Linked DNA regions of Sus scrofa: region 2 is linked to region 1. A link is a contact called in public HiChIP or PLAC-seq data. All regions are on one chromosome and are shown on one strand. The core of a region is the stretch at or near the end of the contact, and the rest is flanking DNA. Distances in the headings are between cores, read along the strand shown.

The links. HiChIP or PLAC-seq counts read pairs in DNA pulled down with a chosen protein or histone mark.
Region 2: an H3K27ac HiChIP or PLAC-seq map of skeletal muscle shows a contact between it and region 1. The contact joins two enhancer-like sites. A contact is called at or near these places in 1 of 47 Hi-C or Micro-C datasets (fibroblasts) and 1 of 2 datasets of contacts at active chromatin or transcription factors (skeletal muscle).

The regions. Positions count from the first base shown.
Region 1 is chr3:97,011,827-97,018,842 of Sscrofa11.1, reverse strand. It overlaps THADA (thyroid adenoma-associated protein), which reads right to left. Exons shown (of 40, transcript XM_021088406.1): 29 at 5,230-5,319; 30 at 3,369-3,500. Among named protein-coding and RNA genes, the nearest start is that of THADA, 140 kb to the right of the region's middle. Within about 2 kb of position 2,887, at least 31 of the 83 cell types and tissues checked have an H3K27ac peak or open chromatin away from gene starts, as enhancers often do. A contact at or near this core is called in skeletal muscle, where this site is marked.
Region 2 is chr3:97,175,366-97,182,381 of Sscrofa11.1, reverse strand. The region is part of intron 38 of THADA (thyroid adenoma-associated protein); the gene reads right to left. Among named protein-coding and RNA genes, the nearest start is that of ZFP36L2, 22 kb to the left of the region's middle. Within about 2 kb of position 3,426, at least 31 of the 83 cell types and tissues checked have an H3K27ac peak or open chromatin away from gene starts, as enhancers often do. A contact at or near this core is called in skeletal muscle, where this site is marked.

The sequences.
Region 1 (7,016 bases), core at 1,638-4,137:
TTAGAGGTCTTCCCGCTACATAAATTAACATTAGCAATACCATAAAAATACAACACTGCCCATTCCAGTTGTGCATACATCCATCTTTTCAGCTATTATCCCAAGCCCAAACAGCCCAAACTTTACCGCAACTAGAACCACAAACACTGTTTGGAATGACAGGTTTTATCATCAATCTTTCACTTTCTTCACAGATAATTTTCTCAGAAGTAATTTAAATGTGTACTAGTTTTACCAAATTCACTATTTTTAAAAAGATCTGTTTACAGTTCATCTCCTTGGTGTGATTGGGAACATTTTTAGAGTAGCATAAGGCTGCCCCAGCAGTGGGTTGATAAAACCCAAAACTAGTTTTCCTAACTCTAAGTCTAGGATTCTTCCACTTTCTTTTCAAGAAAAAGCCAGCCTTCTCCCACCTCTGGTCACAGACCAACCCCATGCCCCTAAGCAATGACTCCATTGATGCGAGCCTGAGAAAAGGGCTGTATCCAATCAGCCCTCCACTGCTGGAAAAGCAAGGTAAGGAGCTGATTCCACTGTTGGTGGAGCGTGACTTTTGTACCCTGAAGTCAGTCTGCACTATGATCCACTGACTGGATATAGGCTCCTAATCATTCCTAGGTGCATAAATTTCAGGGCCCATGGGCCTACTCAGCATAGTTAAAACTCTTGCCTACACAAAAGGGAGTTGTTTATTTTGGTGTAATGGAAAGAGGACACCCTGGAAGCTCCCGTTGCGGCTTAGTGGTAACCAACTCGACTAGTATCCATGAAGATGTGAGTTTGATCCCTGGCCTCGCTCAGTGGGTTAAGGATCCAGCGTTGCCATGAGCTGTGTGTAGGTCAAAGACGTGGCTTGGATCTGGTGTTGCTGTGGCTGTGGTGTAAGGCTGCCAGCTGTAGCTCCGATTTGACTCCTAGCCTGGGAACTTCCATATGCCACAAGAGCAGCCCTTAAAAACAACAACAACGACACAAAGAGTACTCCCGACACTCTTGATAAGCCCTACAGCTTGGGTTCATATTCCAGCTCTATAACGCACTCATTCCCTGAACCTCAGTTTCCTCAACAGGGATAATTTCCTCTCAGAGTCACTGTAAGCGAATGCCCAGTTCAGTGCCTGGCAAACAGCAGAGGCTCAACAAGGGCTGGTCTACTTCCTACTGACTTCTCTGCTTAGAATACCTTCTTGCTTGTTCTCTGTACTCCTGATCAAAAGCTACTTCTAATAAACTTCCTGAATAGACTAAGCAATGACCAAGTAGGCTCCTACTACTGTAGAGTTTATTAAAATCATCTCTCTGACTAAAAGTTAATATAAATTTTAGCTGTCTCTAGGTAGTAGGATTATGGATGATTTTTATTTTCTTCTTTACAGTTTATTGTATTTCAGCATGTTTAGAAAAAATGCAGTGCTGTAATAATTAGAAAAATAAAAACATATACATTTAAATAAAGTTTTAAAAAAGTAAAAACAAAAACAAAAACAAAACAACTATCATGTGTGTAGTTCTGATAATGTGTACTGTCCCAAATTTAATCTTGCTATTCAAGTTGTGATCTGCATGCCCACAGCATCAGCATGACCTGGAAACTGATGGGAAATGCAGAAATCTCAGGCCCCAGCCCAGTCCTATGGAATCAGAATTTATGAGATCCCCAAATGATATATTTATATCTTAAAGTTTGAGCAGCACTGTCTATAACACATATGGACATTCAATATATCAGAGCCTACTAACACTCTAAGGAACCTCTGTTTCTGCTGGTGGTGGTGCTCTAGGAATCTCTGTCCGGGTAGAAAGCAATCACTGTCTAAGGCATGTTCACTGGAAGGACAGAAGAATTGTACATTTCTTTCTTCGTGTTTTTTGAGCTAAAAAAAAAAAAACCCCACGATGCACCGACTACACCGGCCTTAAGGCAATGTTTAAATCCTCCACGTTAGTGCAATCTTTGTATATGTAACTAGGTGCTCTGAATTAGTAATATGAGCATTCTGATTATATGACAACTAATAACAGTTAGGAAGGACACTGTCAATGTAGTAACTTCTCATTTCTAGGATGCAACACATAACAGACGGATTAGTAATAAGCTTCCACAGACGGAATGTTCTCCACACAGGATGCTGAAGTTCTAATCGTGTCTTTGTTTCTACGGTACATTGTGAGTCTGTACATGTGCCTTCCCCCCTCCTCCATCAACTTGCTGAAATAATTTTTAGTTCTTCCCAGTTATATGTGAAAGTACAATTTTTCAATGCTCCTGAAAGTAAAATTTATGACCCAAATTCCTAAAATGAATCACCCAATGCTGGATAAGGGAGGCTGGTAACTCTGTGTATCAAGAAACAAAAACCAATCTGCGTGAGTCATCTCTGAGATCACAGATAACACCACCACAGCCGGCGCTTGGCGCAAACAAATGGCTACAGCAATCACACACCAGAATCTGTGTTTAATGGTTTCTCACATTAAAATGCATCAGTCAGCTCTGTGAAACCAGGAAGTGGAACCCAGGACACCACATAAATAACAAGTACACTCTCTTGAGTTGGGTCTGCTTCATCCTTCTGCTCTAAGTCTGCTTCAATTTTTGGTAGCTATATAAAAAAGAAGGTGCTGCTGTGTCAAGAGGTATGCAGGAAGGTAAAAGCTAACTAAAGTGTCAGGGCTTCTAAAATATTTCATCAGAAAATTTCAATACTCTCCAGAACCTGTTTAGTGAAGACTGATCCAAAATGAAAAAGGGGATCAGAAGCTGGCAAATACCTCAAAAAAAAAAAAAAAAAGTACAGAGGAAGTGGTAATAGTCTGTAGAAGCAGAAAAACCTCTTATCATTTGATTCCACACGTGAGCTTTACTCGTTGCTTTTTCTCAGGTACCCCAAGCTTGAAAGGGACGATGAGTGGGGACATGAATTCATGCTACATAGCATTGCCACCTAGATGCTACCCCTTGCAGCCACCAGCAAAGTTGTGCAGAGTGAAGAGTCAGGTGTCCTCTTGAACCTCTGGACACAGGCTATCTGCCAGAACTGCCTGCCCCATGCTGGCCAGGCTGGGCACAGGAATAGTGCAAACACCAAGGCTATGTTTATCGAAGGGGGTATCTCCTAACAACACTGCATGGCCATTAGCAGGCAGGGCTCCCAGGAAACACTACTTACGCGGTAGATGTGAGAGCCTAAATCCATGGTGACACCCAACAGCAATAGGCAATAACTCCCAGGCCCCTGCCTTACAAGACCCCTCCCAAAGGTTAAAGGAAAAAAAAATCTATAATTTCGGAAACAAGGAAAGGATTAAATAACCCCATAAAGCCCCCCTGCCCACTCCCATTACCTCCATGAGGCACACAGTACCTCATAATAAAGGGAATAAAAGGTGCCATGCTGAGAGCAGAACAGGTGCCATCCATCGGGGAAGGGTAGAGTCTCCCCAACACCAAAAGTAAGAGAAACATGCTGGGATGACGGTTTAGTTCTCCGGTATCACTGGAAAAAAAAAATGTTGTACATAAAAGGTTTAAAACTTAAGTAGTGAGGCACTGTCTTCAAACACTTTTTTCTCAGCAAATAATTATGTATATCAGGTGAGAGTCTAAGATCAGGGATAATTTTCTTTTTTCATATTTTTCCCTTCATTCACTTCATGTTTTCTTAATGTGCAAATAAGGAAGAAACACTGGCAAAGCTGTGGACTGGACTTTTGCACATGATTCTCTTCTCAAAGCTAATAATTTGATAATTTGAGTCTGCTATTTTGATTTGAGCTGATCAGAGTTGAGAGAAGCCTGTTGCAGAGTGTGAAATGTGAAAATTTCGACACCCAAATGAACTTAAGAAAGCATTATTGGTCATTTACTAGGGCCCGAAAAGCCTGTCTGCACAAATTACTAATGTGAGGAAATGTATTATGAACAAAAGTAAAATTCGTTGATGCGATTTTATTTTCCCATCACAGACAATTGTACAATTTCATGCCAAGTGCAAAAACTGCTAGAAGAATAAAATTGCCCATGTTCTAAGACGTCCATACTAAAAATTCCACTTTCAGCCACAGAACATGATAAAAAGGACAATGGTGAATTTTATCTGCCCGGATCAGACTGGAAAGCCTCTTAATAGCTTATTTTGTATTTCCAGGGTCACTGGCCATCTTCGCTCAAGTAGAACAGTATCATTTCTTTTTTTTTTTTTTGGTCTTTTGTCTTTTTAGGGCCACACCTGTGGCGTATGGAGTTTCCCAGGCTAGGAGTCTAATCGGAGCTGTAGCCACCGGCCTACACCAGAGCCACAGCAACGCGGTATCCGAGCCGCATCTGCAACCTACACCACAGCTCATGGCAACACCGGATCCTTAACTCACTGAGCAAGGCCAGGGATCGAACCCACAACCTCATGGTTCCTAGTCGGATTAGTTTCTGCTGCGCCACGATGGGAACTCCAGAACAGTATCATTTTGGATCATACGTGACCAGATTAGTCAGCTGTAACAGGCCGGTAATAAAAAGATGACAGGGGTGTTTTAAAGCAAACTCATTATATAAACCCAGCAATTTTTAAATCTAGGAGGAAGAAAATGATTCTTAGAAGAAATCACCATGTGCTTCTAAAAAAACCTAACTTTACTTAGAAAATTTTTTTTTATTAAAGTATAGGTGACTTACATAAAACACCAAAAACTTTTTTTAATTAATGATTTTTATTTTTTCCATTATAGTTGGTTTACAGTGTTCTGTCAATTTCTACTGTTTAAAAACAGGATTTTAAAATGTAAAATATAATATTACAACTGCATCAGAAAACATGATGTAATAAGAATCACTTTTTAAAAAATCCAGCTACGTTACAAGAAAGGAACTGATTAAAAACTGTTACCTGTAGGAGTTTCAGTTGTGGCTTAGTGGAAGCAAATTTGACTAGTAACCATGAGGATGCAGGTTTGATCCCTGGCCTTACGTGGTTGGTTAAGGATCCGGCGTTGCCATGGGCCATGGGGTAGGTCACAGACTTGGTTCGGATCCTGCGTTGCTGTGGCTGTGGTTAGGCCAGCAGCTGTAGCTCCCATTTAACCCCTAGCCTGGGAACCTCCATATGCCACAGGTGCAGCCCTAAGAAGACAAAACAAACAAACAAAAAAACCTGTTGCCTGGAGGGAAAAAAACCCTGCAAGTCATTCACATCCTTGACTTCGCCTCACCCCATCATATTCTCTCCTTACCTGTCCACGGTATTGGCTACAGTTTCCAACTGTTTGAGAAGAAAGGGATAGAGCTCCGGGAAACGAGAGAAAAATTCACTCCCTGTCATTCTGTAGAGGGAAAAAAACAAAAAGATTATCATTTATTTCCTTTGCTTTGGTAATTAATAAAGCCTTATTTTTAAAAGAATGATAACTAAGATCATTTGTTTGAATATTTAATGAAATAAAGTTAAGAACAAAACCTACATCTGAAGAATTTAACAACCAGCAGAAACAATACATTTAATTTGGATTTCGGAAATGCTCTTAACAAGTGGAATTTTATCTCAAACCTTAAGATTATATGTGTGTGTATATATATATATATATATATATTTACAACTATTTAATATTAAATTCTGACAGAGAAGAAACACGCAACTTGTGAAAATGCCAAGTTGCCATGATTGATTTGGACAATGAACCTGGTTGACTGAAACTGAGTCAGCATCAGGAGAAGCGCAGAATAAAGTTTCTTGACACTGGCACCAGTAACATTTTGGACCAGATAATCTTTGTAGTGGGGGGCCGTCTGTGCCTGTAGTATGTTTAGCAGCCTCTGTAGCTTCTATTCGCTAGATGCCAGTAACACACAACACCCCCTCCCACCACCAATTGATGATCAAAAGTATCTCTAGACACTACCAATGTACCCTGAGAAGAGAAAAAGGTTCCCAGTTGAGACCCACTGTTCGGGAGGATGATGACCAGAAGAAGACTTGGTGTGTGAGATTCTGGGGCTCCAATCTGCAAGGACGACCTTTCCCATCTTAATAAATACTGCCCCCTGAACTCTGACAAGATCCTGAAAATAGTTCCTCTGACTGTACAACTGACAAAAAGGCTCAAGCTAAATACAACATTTGGTTAAACACTCGGCCTCTAAAACTATTAAAAAACCACTACTCGGAAAGGGAGACACAAATATTCGCTAACCTGCCCGCTCTTGTCAACCCTAGATGTATGCTCTTATGAATGAAGACCCAAAATATCATACTTTTAAAGTTGAGGTATATTTTATACACAGTGAAATGCTTAAATCTTAAGTGTACCATTCAATCAACTTTCATAAATGCATATACTCATGTAATCCACCCTTAGGAAGCCTCAGAACATTTTCAACATCCCAGAAAGTTCCCTTGTGCCCCTTCTGCAGTCAACTCTGAATCCTCAAAGCAACTATGATTTGATTTCTATTACCATAATTTGGTTTTGTCTATTCTAGAATTTCATATAAATGTAATAATACATTACATAATTGTGTCTGGCTTTTTCACTTAGCCCAAAGTTTGAGATTCATTCATGTTATTCAGTCTATCAAGAGTTTGATTCTTTTTGTTGTTTGGTATTCCGTTACATGAATACACAAGTTTCTTTATCCATTCTCCCCTTGACGGATAAGGACTGCTTTCCATTTGCTGGCTATCATGAATAAAGCTGCTAGGAACATTCTTGTAGCACAAGATTTTTTGTGGACATATGGTTTAATTTCTCTTAAATAAATATCAGAGAATAAAAGTGAAATATGTTTAAAATTTCAGAAAACTGACAGTTTTCCAAAATAATTACAGCATTTTACATTCCCAACAATGAGTAAGCATTGTCTCTATATTCTTTCCAACATTTGCTGTTGTCTTTTTTTCCATTTTAGCTATCCCAGTGGATATGTAGGGTATCCCCCTATAATTTTGTAGAGAAAGGATTACTTTTGTTTGTTGCATACTTTCTTTTCTTTTTTTTCTTTTTGGTTTTTTGGCCACACCCAC
Region 2 (7,016 bases), core at 2,177-4,676, 160 kb before region 1:
AAGGGTTTTGAGGCCCTGGAGTCCCCTGCCCAGAACAGCTCCTTTGCTTTCAGTATCAGCCCTCTGGAGAGTGGGGAGGCGGGGGAGGAGAGATTCAGATGAAGAGGAAATCTGGGAAGAAGCAGGTTGTTTTTGACCTTGAGGATGTTTTGATCTCGCCATGAATGTTGCTGGTGAAAACAATCAACATAAAACTAGACTGACGATGGCTGAATAGCACATGATAAAATTTATGACAACTGGCCAAAGATGTCTTTTTGTGACACTGAAAACTGCAAATAATAACAATAACAACTGGAGGGGAAATGTGACCTGGTGGAAATAAATATCCAAACACAAACAAATAAACGCAACCCCTGGAGTTCTTCTGTGGCACTGTGGGTTAAGGATCTGGCGTTGTCACTCCAGCGGCCCCCAAACCCCTTCCAAACCAAAACTGACAAAATCTAAAACCAGCTATGGTAAAACTCGTATTGAGTAAAATTATTGACCAAAAAGTAAATCTTCATTGTTAAGTTTATAGGTAAAAGAATTAAAACTTAAGAAAATAAGGCAGAACATTAGAAAATTTTAACTTTTCTATGTGGAAAATGGATGAAGGAATTAAATTGGTCTGATAGAGTTACGGTGAAAAATAATTTATTGGTTTTTTTTTTGTCTTTTGCCTTTTTTTTTTTTTTTTTTGTCTTTTTGCCTTTTCTTGAGCCGCTCCCGTGGCATATGGAGGTTCCCAGGCTAGGGGTCGAATCGGAGCTGTAGCTGCCGGCCTATGCCACAGCCACAGCAACGGCAGATCCGAGCCGCGTCTGCGACCTACACCACAGCTCATGGCAACGCTGGATCCTTAACCTGCTGATTGAGGCCATGGATGGAATCCGCAACCTCATGGTTCCTAGTTGGATTCGTTTCTGCTGCGCCAAGACAGGAACTCCAGAAAATAATTTCTTGATGAAAACTGATCAATGTTAGTATAATTCAGATTAAAAATCTGTATTTACATGAGTTGCCATGTCCTCCAGGTCAAAATGGTGAGGCCAAAATACACTGAACTCGTTTTGAGATTTCTGTGGGCTTGAAGGGACAGAAAGGAAGCGAGTCTCCTCTAAATTTCGTCCTCAGAGTTCCTTTCTTGTCCCTGGCATCCCGCCTCTGGTCCTCACCTCTGTATCCACAGTCACCTGTCCTGACAACTGCACCTGTCCACCCCCGCTCTGAGGTTCACCCTCACACGTCCTCCTTTGGAACAAGGGCAACCTTCCAACCTGCCTCCTTGCTTCCAGTCTTGTCTTCATTGTCTCCAAGCCATCCCTCCTCTACCCTGTGGTCCGGGCAATCTTTCTAACCCTTTGTTTTAAAGGTCTCCAGTGAGAGTTCCCTGGTGGTCTAGTGCTTGGGATTTAGCACGTTCGCTGCTATGGCTCAGGTTCAATCCCTGGTCTGAGAACCGAGATCCCACATCAAGTACCGCACGCTGCTGAGGCCAAAAAAAAAAAGCTTTTCAGTGGCTCCTTGAAGCCAGAGTGTCTTAACTCCTTAGCAGAAGGGTTCATTCTGCCTGGCTCCCCTGCCCCCATAGTTACGGGAATAAGTAAGTTCCTGGCCCTCCTTTTTCATGCCCCATCACGAGTGCATGGGCCATACCAGCCATGCAGGTATTAGCTTCCCATCTTCCTTCACTCCAGGCTGTTGAGTCCCTATCTTACTAAGTTCTTGCCTTGCCTGAGTCCAGCCTTTTCAGTACCTCTTTGGTGACTTCTTCATTTCCAGAAAGACTCCTGCTTCCTCTGGCTTATTCCTTCAGTTTCTCTCTAGATCTAGCAGGATGAGGTCAATGTGTCTTAGAGGGTGAGGAAGGGGTGGTCCACCCCTGTTATTCCTCGTCAGAGCAGACCTAGGAGACTCCGTCAAGAAAGGACCGCCAGTTTCTCAAAGTTAAACACAGAACTGCCATATAATCCAGCAACTCTAGCCCTAGGTATACATCTAGAAGAACTGAAAATAAGTACTCAAACAACCGCTTGTGCATGAATGTTCACAGCAGCGTTATTCACAGTAGCCAAAAGGCGGAAACAACCCAAGTATCCATCACTGGATGAAGGATAAACAAAATATGGTACATCCATACTACACATTATTACTTGAGCATAAAAATAAATGAAGCACTGCTACATGCTACAATATGGATGACGCTTATAAACACTCTGCCTAGTGAAAAGAGCCAGGCAGGAAGGGTCATACATTATATGATTCCATTTCTATGAAATAGCCAACATAGAGAAATTCAGAGACTCAGAAAGCAGATTGGTGGCTGCAAGGGACTAGGAAGGGAGGGGAGAATAGGGAGTGACTGCTTCATGGATACGGGATTTTTTTGGAGGGTGATGAAAATATTCTGGACCTACAGGGTGGTGATGGTTGCACAATATTATGAATTACCAAATGCCACCGTGTGGTATACTTTAAAATGGTTAATTGCATGTTACGTGAATTTCACCTTAATAAAAAAAAAATACAGAAAGAAAAGATCTCCTTGGGGACGGAGCCAGAGGGTGTGCCAAGAATAGAGGATGGTGGGAAATTCAATTTTATACCCTTGTGTCTTTAAATTAAAGGGGGTGGGGTTAAGAAAAGGGCTCCTCAGTGAGTATTGCTCCCCCGGACACATGTCCCAAAGACTAGCCCTGAGCAGGGGTGGGAGGGGTGGACAGATGGAGGGGTACATAGGGCTCGAAAGAGGCGAAGAGGGGCCAGCCCTCCCTCCCTGCTGCTGGTTGGCTCACCCAAGGACAGAGGTTTAGACTCAGAGGGCTGGAAAGGGGGCAGGCAGAGGAGGGTGGTCTGAACAGCCACTGCGGAGGGAACCCTTGTTTTCCTACACCTCATCACGTTTGCTAAGAAAGCAAGACATTTTATGTCTAGAAGCACCTGCAAGGTAAGACTCATATGTAAGTGGATCCTGTGAAATAGACTTTTATGCAGAGAGCAGAGATCGGATCACAAAGCCATAAGGAGAAATCTCTTTACCCGAATTACACAGACCCACTCGTCTGGTTTCCATTTCATTGCCTGAGTCTGTTTTATAGTTGTGCTTTTTCATGAAAGCTTTTAAGGGAGGCTATTCCCTGATGTCATGCAAAAAAAATGTCTGAATACAATTACATTACGGAGCAGCACTCTTGGAAGAGAACACAGACACGAAGCTCGCTGGTGTCCTGTTTCCTTCCCCTTAAAAGCTATTTGTCTGTTCTCTAAAAACAGAAGCCCCCAAACCCGAATCCCAGGACCCTCTATCTGTCACAATGCCCAGCAGCACTGATTTGGGAAATGCACGCAGAACTGGGGACCCCCGGGGAGGTGGGAAGGCTGTCAGGGAGCCGTGTTCAGCTCTGGTGACCAGCACACAGTCCTGAGCCACCTTGTCTCAGGTCACACATTTTACAATCAAGGGGAGGGAACAGAGCCCCCTGCTATGGGCTCTCTCAGGAATCGCCTATAAAACCTCCTCTCATTTCCTCCCTATCCTCATGCTTTATTCAGACGCGCCCCAAGGCTCGGGGAATGGGTTTCCTTAAAAGCTACTAGGAAAAGTGCTCTTAATCCAAATCTGCTCTACTGTGAGCACACTCTCCATGTTTTTCATCCTTTCCCTAGCTTTCTGGTCCTGGCAGAAGCTGCCATACTCCTCCCTTTCCAGTAGAGGCTGTTCCTTCTTTGCTTCATCTCTGACTCAGGCCGATCAGCAAACGCCTTCTACCTCTACACGATCCCCTCGCCTTCCCACTCAACCATCTCTTTGAAGTCCCTACTATGAAAATTCAGAGACTCTGAAAGCAGATTGGTGGCTGCAAGGGACTGGAAAGGGAGGGGAGACTAGGGAGTGGCTGCTTCATGGATACGGGATTTTTTTGGAGGGTGATGAAAATATTCTGGACCTACAGGGTGGTGCCTCCTAACTGAACCGCTGTATAAACTGTCCCAACCTTCTCCCTGTCCCTATATCTTTACTCCCTTAACCACTCATTCTTCCAGATAATCTTGTTTTCTACAAAAGACATTCAGCATAAGCTCAAACTTCTGTCCTCCCCCACTTGAAAACGTCTCTAATGATTCTTTTGAAACATTAGCTTGAAAGCAGAGCAGGGTCTGGGAAACGCAGTGTTAGGACAGGAGAGAGAGCCTGGAGAGGGAGGAGGAGAGCCTGCAGACATATGGGAGAAAAGGGCGCCGTGGCTGGAGGAAGGTCCTGGGGATGGAATGAGCTGCTGCACAAAGGATTCATGGACATGAAGGAGCATTTTTTTGCTGAGTTTGAAGGGGGCCGGATAAGAAGATTGATGACTGTTACAGAGTGGCCTCCTCCTTACTTTTAAACTCCTTGAAGCTGGCTTCTGACCTTCCCACTACTGGACCTTCTCTCTCAACTCTCACTTAGGACATTTCCTCCATCCTTATTCTCTTTGACCAGATCTTTTGATGGTGAGCGGCATGGCTGACCAACTCTGTCCTTGCTCATTTTTCCTTAGGTGAGTTCATGACAATGGAACCTCTTGGTCTTCTTGATGGGGCTTGGTTACTTCCTTGGCTAGCTCCTCTCCCAAACTATTACCAGAGTCTTCTACAAATGCTCCCTTACCTTTAATTTCTCTCTCTCCCCACCCCTAATCCATCCATTTATCTCCCTCTTTCAATATATAGTTACTGATCCCCTACCATGTGCCAAGCACATGGCAGCTATTAAACTGTAGCTGAATTAATCTTAATGTATAGCTCTGATCATGTTACTTATTTGTTCAAAAGTTTTTACTGGTTTTCTGGTGCAAATGATATCCAGATTCACTGCCGTGGCTCTCCCAGTTTCCGTGGACATCTGCTGTTTTTGTGGGCTTAGCTTCCATTTGCCTTCTCTGGATGGCTGTGCCCCAGTCTTCTCCTGGAGAATCAGCCCTTCCACAATTTTGGCCCATGTGGTTTGGGTGTGGTTATCCTGCCCCCCGCCCCAAGCATGAGCACCTACCCCAGGTCTAAGCCACTCAGGGCATCATCATCATCCTTGCCTCAGAGATTAGTTCCGGGATGGGCCTGGAACCCAACTACAGTCATTAAAAAAAGCCTTTAAAAGAGATTTGAGTGACACAGGCCTCGAATAAACCAAGATGCAAAGGCTAGAGCAGCTGCTGCATCTTAGAACTTCCAGGGGAGTGAGAGCTTATCTGAAAACAGAACCAACCTAAGGACAGAGGAAGAACATGGCAAGAAACCAGGTCCTTGGGACACTGTCTGAGCCCTTGCATCATGCCACATCTGAAGCCAGCCCTGACCCCAGAACTCTCAGTCATGGGAGCCAATATGCTCCCTCCACCCAGTGCTGGAGCAGGTTGGATCAGAGAAAGAGTCTTGCTTGATCCAAAGCTCCTCTGCTGCATCCCAGCTTCCTTTCACCTCATCCTCTGTGCGTATGAAGACTTGCCTACTAATTTATTCCTTTCCTGCACATGCCTCACACCTGGCCAACCCTGTCTTTCTGGAATGCTCCCCATCGTTGCCGTCTTCTCTCACTCAAATTATATCTAACCTTTAAGCTTCAGTTCTAATGAGCTGTCCTCCAAGAAGCCATTCGTCTCCCATTTCCCCCAATAACAAATGTTTGTTGAATAAATGATGAACTGAACAAACAATGACACAGAGAAACAGGGTCCAAGGAGCGGGTTCACCAAATTGTTGTACAGCCCTGGGTTCCAGCAACCCTCTTCATCACCCATCTTCTCACTAAATCCCTGCTTCCTATCCTCTTTGGCCATCATTTCCCAAAAAGTTTCCCTTGAGATGCTGGGAATGTTGACAGATACTTTTTTGGGTACATAACATATATGCTTTATGCATATAAGTGATAACATACTCTAAGATTCTCTTCCCTTACAAGTTGTTACAAAATATTAAGTAGAGGTCCCTCTGCTATACAGTAGGTGCTAGTGGATTATCTATTTTAACGATTTTTATTTTTTTCCATTATAGCTGGTCAATGTTCGTAGATACTTAAAACAGAAAACTCTAAACTCCAAAAACCAACCAAAGTGGGGGGGGGAATCTATTAAATAAGTCTGGAAAATGCTGGATTAAACAAATGCTTTTGTTTTTAATGCACGAAGGTGGGGATGGAGGCAGGCTACACTCTCCAATTTACTCATAAAACAGGTACCAGTACAGAGGGAAGTGCCACATTCTTCCCTGCAGACACGCTTTGGTTTAAGGTAGTGCGGGTTATTTTATATACAAATATAAATATCCTACCCTTTGTTCAAGGTGCCTATTTGCTCTGCACAGCGACTATTCTGAACACAGAAAACTGTTCATTGTTAAACATGGCATGTAAGTGGTTTTGCTTTCTGGCAAATCTCCAAACCATAATTATTAAGGGACTCCGAGCTGCTGAGGAATTCTTGGGTTACAGAGGCTTTGATCTGCCCCTGCCTTCTCTCCCCGACATGAATTTCCACGGGTGTGGCTGATTTTCATTGTTTCCCCAGAGGTGGGGCGGCTTCGAAGGTGAGGACGTGAACAGCCCTGCAAGGTGAGCAGGGTAACCGTGGCGCCCAGGCCCCGCACGGCTGTAACCAAGGGGACCGACCAGCTCTGTCCAAGTATCAGAGTCGGAATGCTGTGGCCTCGAATCTTCCGCTTCCCACGCGTTCTGGGAAGCCTGAGATCTTGCCCCGCACCCCCCCACCCTCAGGATCTGGCTTCCAGCTGGGGGAGGCTTTGCCGTCTTATTCCCATGAAAGCTGAGCGATCCGGCCCAGGAGTCTTTGGGTAGCTCCAGCCATCTGGCCTGTGCTGACCTCAAACTCAGGTAGCTGCCTCCCCCGCAAAGTGAAGACGATACCTCAACTCGGTCACGAACTGTGAGGCCAAGCTTTTGGCAGAGGCCACACTCCCTTCTACGGAAACATAGGCTGGGATGTCAAGGAGGACAGAGCTACTCCTTCAGCCTCCTTCGGGTTCTCCCTGCCAGAAAAGAG